Regions from separate parts of the Danio rerio genome. Here region 2 is linked to region 1. A link is a contact called in public HiChIP or PLAC-seq data. All regions are on one chromosome and are shown on one strand. The core of a region is the stretch at or near the end of the contact, and the rest is flanking DNA. Distances in the headings are between cores, read along the strand shown.

What was found. HiChIP or PLAC-seq counts read pairs in DNA pulled down with a chosen protein or histone mark.
Region 2: a contact with region 1 is called in an H3K4me3 HiChIP or PLAC-seq map of gastrula embryo, with 4 times the contacts expected there. The contact joins the promoter of arhgap40 here to the promoter of fam210b in region 1. A contact is called at or near these places in 3 of 4 datasets of contacts at active chromatin or transcription factors (caudal fin, embryo and gastrula embryo).

The regions. Positions count from the first base shown.
Region 1 is chr6:62,743,250-62,747,363 of GRCz12tu, reverse strand. It overlaps fam210b (family with sequence similarity 210 member B), which reads left to right and starts at 2,300. Exons shown (of 3, transcript NM_001033751.2): 1 at 2,300-2,917. The coding sequence starts at 2,618.
Region 2 is chr6:62,862,226-62,866,339 of GRCz12tu, reverse strand. It overlaps arhgap40 (Rho GTPase activating protein 40), which reads right to left and starts at 1,954. Exons shown (of 16, transcript XR_012408317.1): 1 at 1,777-1,954.

The sequences.
Region 1 (4,114 bases), core at 1,051-3,550:
CGCTGATTGGACTGATGACCCAGTCTGTTGTGATTAGTCAACTAGGTTCAGCACGAGACAGAGAAACGCCCACCACGGCTACAGTATGAAGTAGCAGAGAGTATGTGAGAGCCCAATGCAGGAGTGCAGTAAAACAATGCAGTTAAACACCAGCATATACTCTCCTCTTAACCCCAACCCCAAGTAATTATAGCAAACGGCCGGTGAATCCCACGTTGTAGCGTACACTGTTAAAAAAATCCATGATTTTACCGTTTTTTTCCGGCAGCTAGGGTGGATAAAAATATATAGAATAAGCCATTGAATTACAGACATTAACCGTAAAATACCGGACTTTAAATTACAGAAATTTCCTTAATTTAAATTTTCGGTAAATGTCTGTAATTTACCTTCTGTTATTTTACAGTAAATGTCTGTAATTTACCTTCTGTTATTTTACAGTAAATGTCTGTAATTTACCTTCTGTTATTTTACGGTAAATGTCTGTAATTTACCGCATGTTATTTTACGGTAAATGTCTTTAATTTACCGCATGTTATTTTACTGTAAATGTCTTTAACTTACCGCATGTTATTTTACTGTAAATGTCTTTAACTTACCGCATGTTATTTTACAGTAAATGTCTGTAATTTACCGCATGTTATTTTACTGTAAATGTCTTTAATTTACCACATGTTATTTTACTGTAAATGTCTGTAATTTACCGCATGTTATTTTACTATAAATGTCTGTAATTTACCTTTTGTTATTTTACTGTAAATGTCTGTAATTTACCGCATGTTATTTTACTGTAAATGTCTGTAATTTACCTTCTGTTATTTTACGGTAAATGTCTTTAATTTACTGCATGTTATTTTACGGTAAATGTCTGTAATTTACCGCATGTTATTTTACGGTAAATGTCTGTAATTTACTGCATGTTATTTTACGGTAAATGTCTGTAATTTACTGCATGTTATTTTACGGTAAATGTCTTTAATTTACCGCATGTTATTTTACTGTAAATGTCTTTAACTTACCGCATGTTATTTTACTGTAAATGTCTTTAACTTACCGCATGTTATTTTACAGTAAATGTCTGTAATTTACCGCATGTTATTTTACTGTAAATGTCTTTAATTTACCACATGTTATTTTACTGTAAATGTCTGTAATTTACCGCATGTTATTTTACTATAAATGTCTGTAATTTACCTTTTGTTATTTTACTGTAAATGTCTGTAATTTACCGCATGTTATTTTACTGTAAATGTCTGTAATTTACCGCATGTTATTTTACTATAAATGTCTGTAATTTACCGCATGTTATTTTACTGTAAATGTCTGTTATTTACCTTCTGTTATTTTACGGTAAATGTCTTTAATTTACTGCATGTTATTTTACGGTAAATGTCTGTAATTTACCGCATGTTATTTTACGGTAAATGTCTGTAATTTACTGCATGTTATTTTACGGTAAATGTCTGTAATTTACTGCATGTTATTTTACGGTAAATGTCTGTAATTTATCGTATCTTATTTTACTTTTTTTTTTCCTGCCGGAAAAAAAACTGTAAGTTAATTTTTTTTACAGTATAGGAGCACAGGAACACACACAGCACACGGTTGGCTATACTGTGTTGTTGTTGTGAAAATAAACATTAACCCTTTATTCCCCTCAGCCGAATCTCCATCTGTCAGTGATCAACATCTTCAGTCATGATCAGTCCTGTGATCCCCCACGCCTCCGCTAATGTCTGAAGTGAAAGCGTGATCTCATTTTACCAGAACTGGAGCTACATATTTGGTGATGTATTGATATTAACGTTGATGTGATCTAACAAAAGATCCGAACCCAACTCTATTCGTTTTCGACTTGTTTTTTTTTTTAAGTTCCCAGCTTCTGCAGGTTGCAATGTCCCGAATTTTGCTTGCCAATTTTAAGCCAAATGTATGTAATGGATTGTTTTGGTTCCATTTGGAATTGAGCCCCGGGGACAAGAGTAAGTCCTCTGATTTAGCCCATCCCCCCCAGGTCCCATTCATTCAACCTTGAGTCAAATATATTACTAATGTATCAATAGTTTTAAACAGGCTGCACCTTCAGATTTAAACCTCAGCTGGATGTTTTTATTCACTCAGAGCTGAGCTGTGAGATCATTCGCAGAAACCCATAACAGGGGCTCTGGCTCTGCCATTGCCTTATATGATATGCAAATGTGTGCTAATTTCGATATATGGCGCCGCCCTGCGGTGCTGTTACAGCTCTTATAGCACTCTTGTCCTCTTGAATAAACACGTGTGAGCTCCAGTGACTCAGTTTGTCCACCTGAACTGAAGTGTGGGTGAAATGTCAACCACAGAAGAGGGAGGGATGTCTCACGCTTCCTGTGGGCGCAGATATGATATTGATCATATAATATAGATATTGATTTTAAAACTGCAAACATTTGAGGAGGTGTTGAAGATCATTTAACAACCGAAATCAAAACGCGCTTACATTCAACACGATATCAGTACTACAATACACAGTGAGTGTCTCCAGCGGAGGGGGCGGATCTTAACGGCGGGTCACCGATCAGCTGAGGCGGGATCTGCACAGGCTCATATCCCCCGTTTCTCCGTTCATGTCGGAGCGATGTTTCAGCGCGTTTCTGGAGCTCCTTCAGTCCTGCAGCGGCTCGTGTTTACCGGCTGCTGCTGCCGCCGTGTTTACCGGAGATCACCGGCGGTTTCCGTACGCCACATTCTGCTGGAGGATCACGCTGGCGGATGGCGGACGGCGGTGCTCTCGGTGACCGGGTGTAGAGGATTCACCAGCGACACAAACACCGGGAAACTTCGGCCGCTTTTATCAGTTAGGTCTTCATTCGTGATGCAACCAAGACGGTCGTTAACGACACCGGAGAAACACGAGCGCGCGGCGGATATTCGCTCGGTGAGTCCTGCTGCTGTTATGAGGGCTGCTTTATTATTGTGTTCTGACATGTGCATGCTGAGGAGTTACATAAAATGCGCTTTGTTTTTTTTTGTTTAAGCGAGTGTGTGTGTGTGTGTGTGTGTGTGTGTGTGTGTTCTCACGTATTTAATAATAATAGTCGGTGGTTATTGTTAGTCGGGTGTTTGTTTACTGACATGTGCATGCTATAGAGTAACCATAAATGCGCTTTGTTTTCAGTTTAAACGTGTGTGTGTGTGTGTGTGTGTGTTTGTTTGTGTGTGTGTGCGCGCGCGCGCGCTTGTGTGTGTGTGTGTGTGTGTGTGTGTCCTCACATGTTTAATGTTGGTTTATATTGTTTATTAGTGTTGTTTACTGACATTGTGTTGGTAGTTTGCTTCATGTGCGTTGTTTTCAGTTAGCGTGTGTTATGCTTGTGTGTGTGTGCGTGTGTGTGTGTGTGTGTACTTTTTTACAGTCATTGGTGTGTGTTTGTTGATTGTGTGTGTGTGTGTGTGTGTGTGTGTGTGTGTGTGTGTGTGTTCTCGTGTGTTTATAATAGTCGATAAGTCGCTGGTTATTGTTCATCAGTGGTGTTTATTTCAGGGTTTGTTAACATGCTCGTATTACAGGGTTCTGTTGTGTTGAGAGTTTACTTCACATAGTTGGTTTTCACTTTCAACGAGTGTTTGTGGTGGTTGTTGTTGTGTGTGTGTGTGTGTGTGTGTGTGTGTGTGTGTGTGTTTATACTGTAGATCTCTCTGTGTGTGTTCTCGCGTGTTTAATATCATCATTCTGACGTACACACACACACTCATGTCTTGTTAACACTGTAGTAGTCTCCTTTTGACTTCCTCTGCCTGCACACACGCACTCTCTTTTCTTAATTTTCTGTCAGTCTGCTCTGCTCATTGTGTAAATTCGGTGTTATGGTGTTATTTACCATGTTACAGTGATGGTGCAGCTTTCTGTGCTGCTTGTTTTGGGTTATGATGATGATGATGATGATGTCAGATTATTCATGTTTGAACAGGACTGATTCCTCTAGTTCTGTAGATCTGCTGTGTGTGTGTGTGTGTGTGTGTGTGTGTGTGTGTGTGTGTAGTTTAGTTGGTCATCTTTCACTTTCATTCAGTTGTCAAACAGAAGATCATTCCTGATGACGTGCTGCTTTCTCACTTTGTGTGTGTGTGTGTG
Region 2 (4,114 bases), core at 705-3,204, 120 kb before region 1:
CACACACACACACACACACACAAAGTTTTTTCACAATACTTCATTCTGTGTGATTTATGAGCTGTTTTTCTCAAGGAGACAAAAACAATGAACACACAAGGTCAAAAAGACTGGTACTGCTATACTTGTGGGGACATTTGGTATAGAAAACAAGGTCCACATATACTGTACACACACACACACACACACACACACACACACACACACACACACACACCTCTGCTTCCCTTTAGAACCAAATCTTTCACATTATGAACAATGGCAAATCAAACATGTACAGTATATTGTGCATCTGGCAGACGCTTTCATCCAACACCACCGCAGCGCTGCACTAAAGATCTGCATTTTCCACAAGATACTCAGCACATCATCTACTGTTCCATGGCATTATACTCATTTCTGTCCTCGTAAACCACCAAAAACCAGTATTACAGACACTATTACACACACACACACACACACACACACACACACACACACACACACACACACACACACACACAATATATCATCATAAATTACTTTAATGTAAAATACTGATATCATACCAATGTCATTATACACATTATACACAATTCTGTCCTCATAAACCATCAAAACCAGTGGTACACAAACTCCTACATGCACACACACACACACACACACACATACAATATATGTCCTCATAAAGCACCTTATGTTGGAATACCTAGATCAGACCAATGTCATTATACACATTAGTCCTCATAAACCACCAAAACCAGTATTACACAAACTCTTACACACACACACACACACACAAACACACACACACGTCATCATAAACCACCTGCCCATTTCATACCCATACACATTTTACACATTTCTGTCCTCGTAAAACACCAAAAACCAGTTTTACAGACACTATTACACACACACACACACAAAATATGTCATCATAAATCCCATTAATGTTGTAATACCGATATTATACCATGCCAATATACACATTTCTGTCCCCATAAAACACAAAAACCATTACACACACATGCGCGCACGCACAGAGACACACACAATGTATGTCCTCATAAACCACCTTAATTTTGTAAAACCTAGATCATAACAATGTCATGATACACAATGGTCCTCATAAACCTCATAAAGCTATATCATACCCATGTCAATATACACATTATACACACGTATGTCCTTGTAAAACACCAAAACCATTACAAACACACACACACAGGACATTTCCTCAAAACCACCTCAGTATTATAATACCCATCATAACCATGCCATTGTCCTCATAAAACATCAAAACCAGTACACACACACACACACACACACACACACACACACAATGCATGTCATCATAAAGCATCTCAATGTTGTAAATATAGAGAAGACTCGTGCTATTGTACACATTTCTGTCCTCTTAAAGCAGCAAAATCAACACACACACACACACACACACACACACACACACACACACACACACACACACACACACACACACACACACGCATACACACACACACACACACACGTGTGTGCAGCGCTGCATTGCTGTTATTGTTTCTGTCCAGCAGACAAAGGCACGCGCCCATAGCAACAGGTCTCCTGCCCATAGCAACCGGCAACGCGGAAAAAGGCGCTGGTCTGTGGCTAAACGAGAGCGATGTGGCGCAAACAGAGCCCGATCCCACATTTACACCCTCTCTGCCATACACCCGACCGCTGCTGCACTGATCAGGTGTCAATATCCGGCGATAACGCGCATGAATAAAGCGATCAAAAGCACAGTATTGGTCTGACCTGAGAGCCGAGCAGAGCTCCACACGACCCGCCGCAGATCTGAGCTCGAAGATCTTATAGTGATGATGATGATGATGATGATGATGATATGTTGCTGTGATAGCGCTGAAGACGAGGAGGAACACGAGCACGAGCCGCTATTGTCTGACAGACACACAGATGGTGCTGAGGCCGAATCATCGCATGACGTCACGGCCTCTGTGTGTGTGTGCGTGCGCGCGCGAGTGTGTGTGTGTCACGCGCCAGGTAGTTTGATCGTGACCGCTGCGAGTGATCAAAGATGCATTCACACTCACTCTGAGATGTGCTGCTGGGTTATTTAATCTCATATTGGGGTAAAATATGGGTTAACCCGAACATAGGGCTCAGTTCAGTCCTAATCATTTAATTAACATGAAATTAACCCAGCAGTCTCTAGATGGGTTAAAATAACCAGGCATTATTTTAGAGTGCTCTTTTAAATATTACACATTTATAGCAGTTATTTTTAATTATCAGAAAGTGTGTGTGTGTGTGTGTGGATGAGTGTTTGTGTGTGAGAGAAAGGGAGAGAGAGCATGAATACACTAAAAACATTGAGTTTTAACCCAGTGGTTGAGTTGAGCAGATTTGGTGCATTGTTGGGTTATTTTTAACCTTTAATATGTTATTTTTTTTAATAACTCAATCAGTTGGGTTAAATAGGGTTAAACTAGTATAGGTTGGTCTTATCAGATCTCCAGCATTACATTTGTAAAAAGCCTGTTCTTAATGGTCTTCGGTCACAGAGTTATTTACTGTCTGTTCCTAAAGTGCGGACTGAGATGGGCAAAAAGGCTTTTAAGTACGCAGCACCTTTTACTTGGAATAATCTGCAAACACAGTTGCTTGATTCCTCTGCATGCTTTTAAAAAGACTATAAAAGATGAAGCACAGGTTTGTAGATGTTTGGAATAGTTTGTCAGTGTGATTCATGTTAAATGTTAATTGTTTTTTGTTTGTTGTCTGTTGGACTCATGTGACTTGTGTTCTGCCTAATCTTGGCCAGGACGCTCTTGTAAAAGAGATTTTTAATCTCAAAGTGTTATTCCTGGTAAAATAAAGGTTATAATAATAATAAAATATTTGGTGCTTTGTTGGGTTATTTTTAACCTTTATTATTTATTAATAACGGAACCATTCATTCATCCATCCATTCATTCATCCATCCATTCATTCATTCATTCATTCATTCATTCATTCATTCATCCATCCATCCATTCATTCATTCATTCATTCATTCATTCATTCATTCATCCATTCATTAATTCATTCATTCATCCATTCATCCATCCATTCATTCATCCATCCATTCATTCATCCATCCATCCATTCATTCATTCATTCATCCATCCATCCATTCATACATTCATTCATTCACTCATTCATTCATTCATCCATTCATCCATTCATCCATCCATTCATCCATTCATCCATCCATTCATTCATCCATCCATCCATTCATACATTCATTCATTCACTCATTCATTCATTCATTCATTCATTCATTTTCTTTTCGGCTTAATCCCTTTATTATACACTAAAATACGTTGAGTTATTTATTTAACCCTAATGGCCGAGTTAAACACATTTGGTGCTTTGTTTGTGGTATTTTTAACATTTATTAGGTTATTTATTAATAACTCAACCAGTTAGTTTAATATTTGGTGCTTGTTGGGTTATTTATAACCTTTATTTGTTTTTTTATATTATAACTCATCCAGTTGGGTTAAAATGTTGAATTTCAGCAGAACTGATTTACCTGACACAGAACAGCTGTATTAATATGCGTGCGTCATTTTGTAATAATAATATAGTTTTTGTTTTATCAGATGACCTCTCAGTGTCGTGTTTTTTATATCTGTTTCACCAGCACCCTGAATTATTGATTATACAAATGAGCACTTCATAGCAGATCTATATTAAATGGATAAATCGCTTTCTCTACCTCACATGTTCATCTCGAAAGTTTTTTATTTATTTATTTTTTATTTTTTGAAGAAATGATTCACATATTTGGGATATTCAGCCGTCATTCTCACCTTTAGGACACAGTGGAGGCATTCTTTTATCTACACAGCCGTAATTATACAATTAATAGTAGTACAAGTAATAGTAATAGAAACACCAGAATGGAAAAAAATAACATTTAATCAAAATAACCCAATGCATTGGGTTAAAATAACCCATAGTTTTGAAGGTGCTATAATAACCTATAGTTGGGTTATATGTTAGGGTATTTTTAACACGACTATTTTAACAGAGTATGTGTGTCAATGTGTGTGTGTGTGTGTGTGTGTGTGTGTGTGTGTGTGTGTGT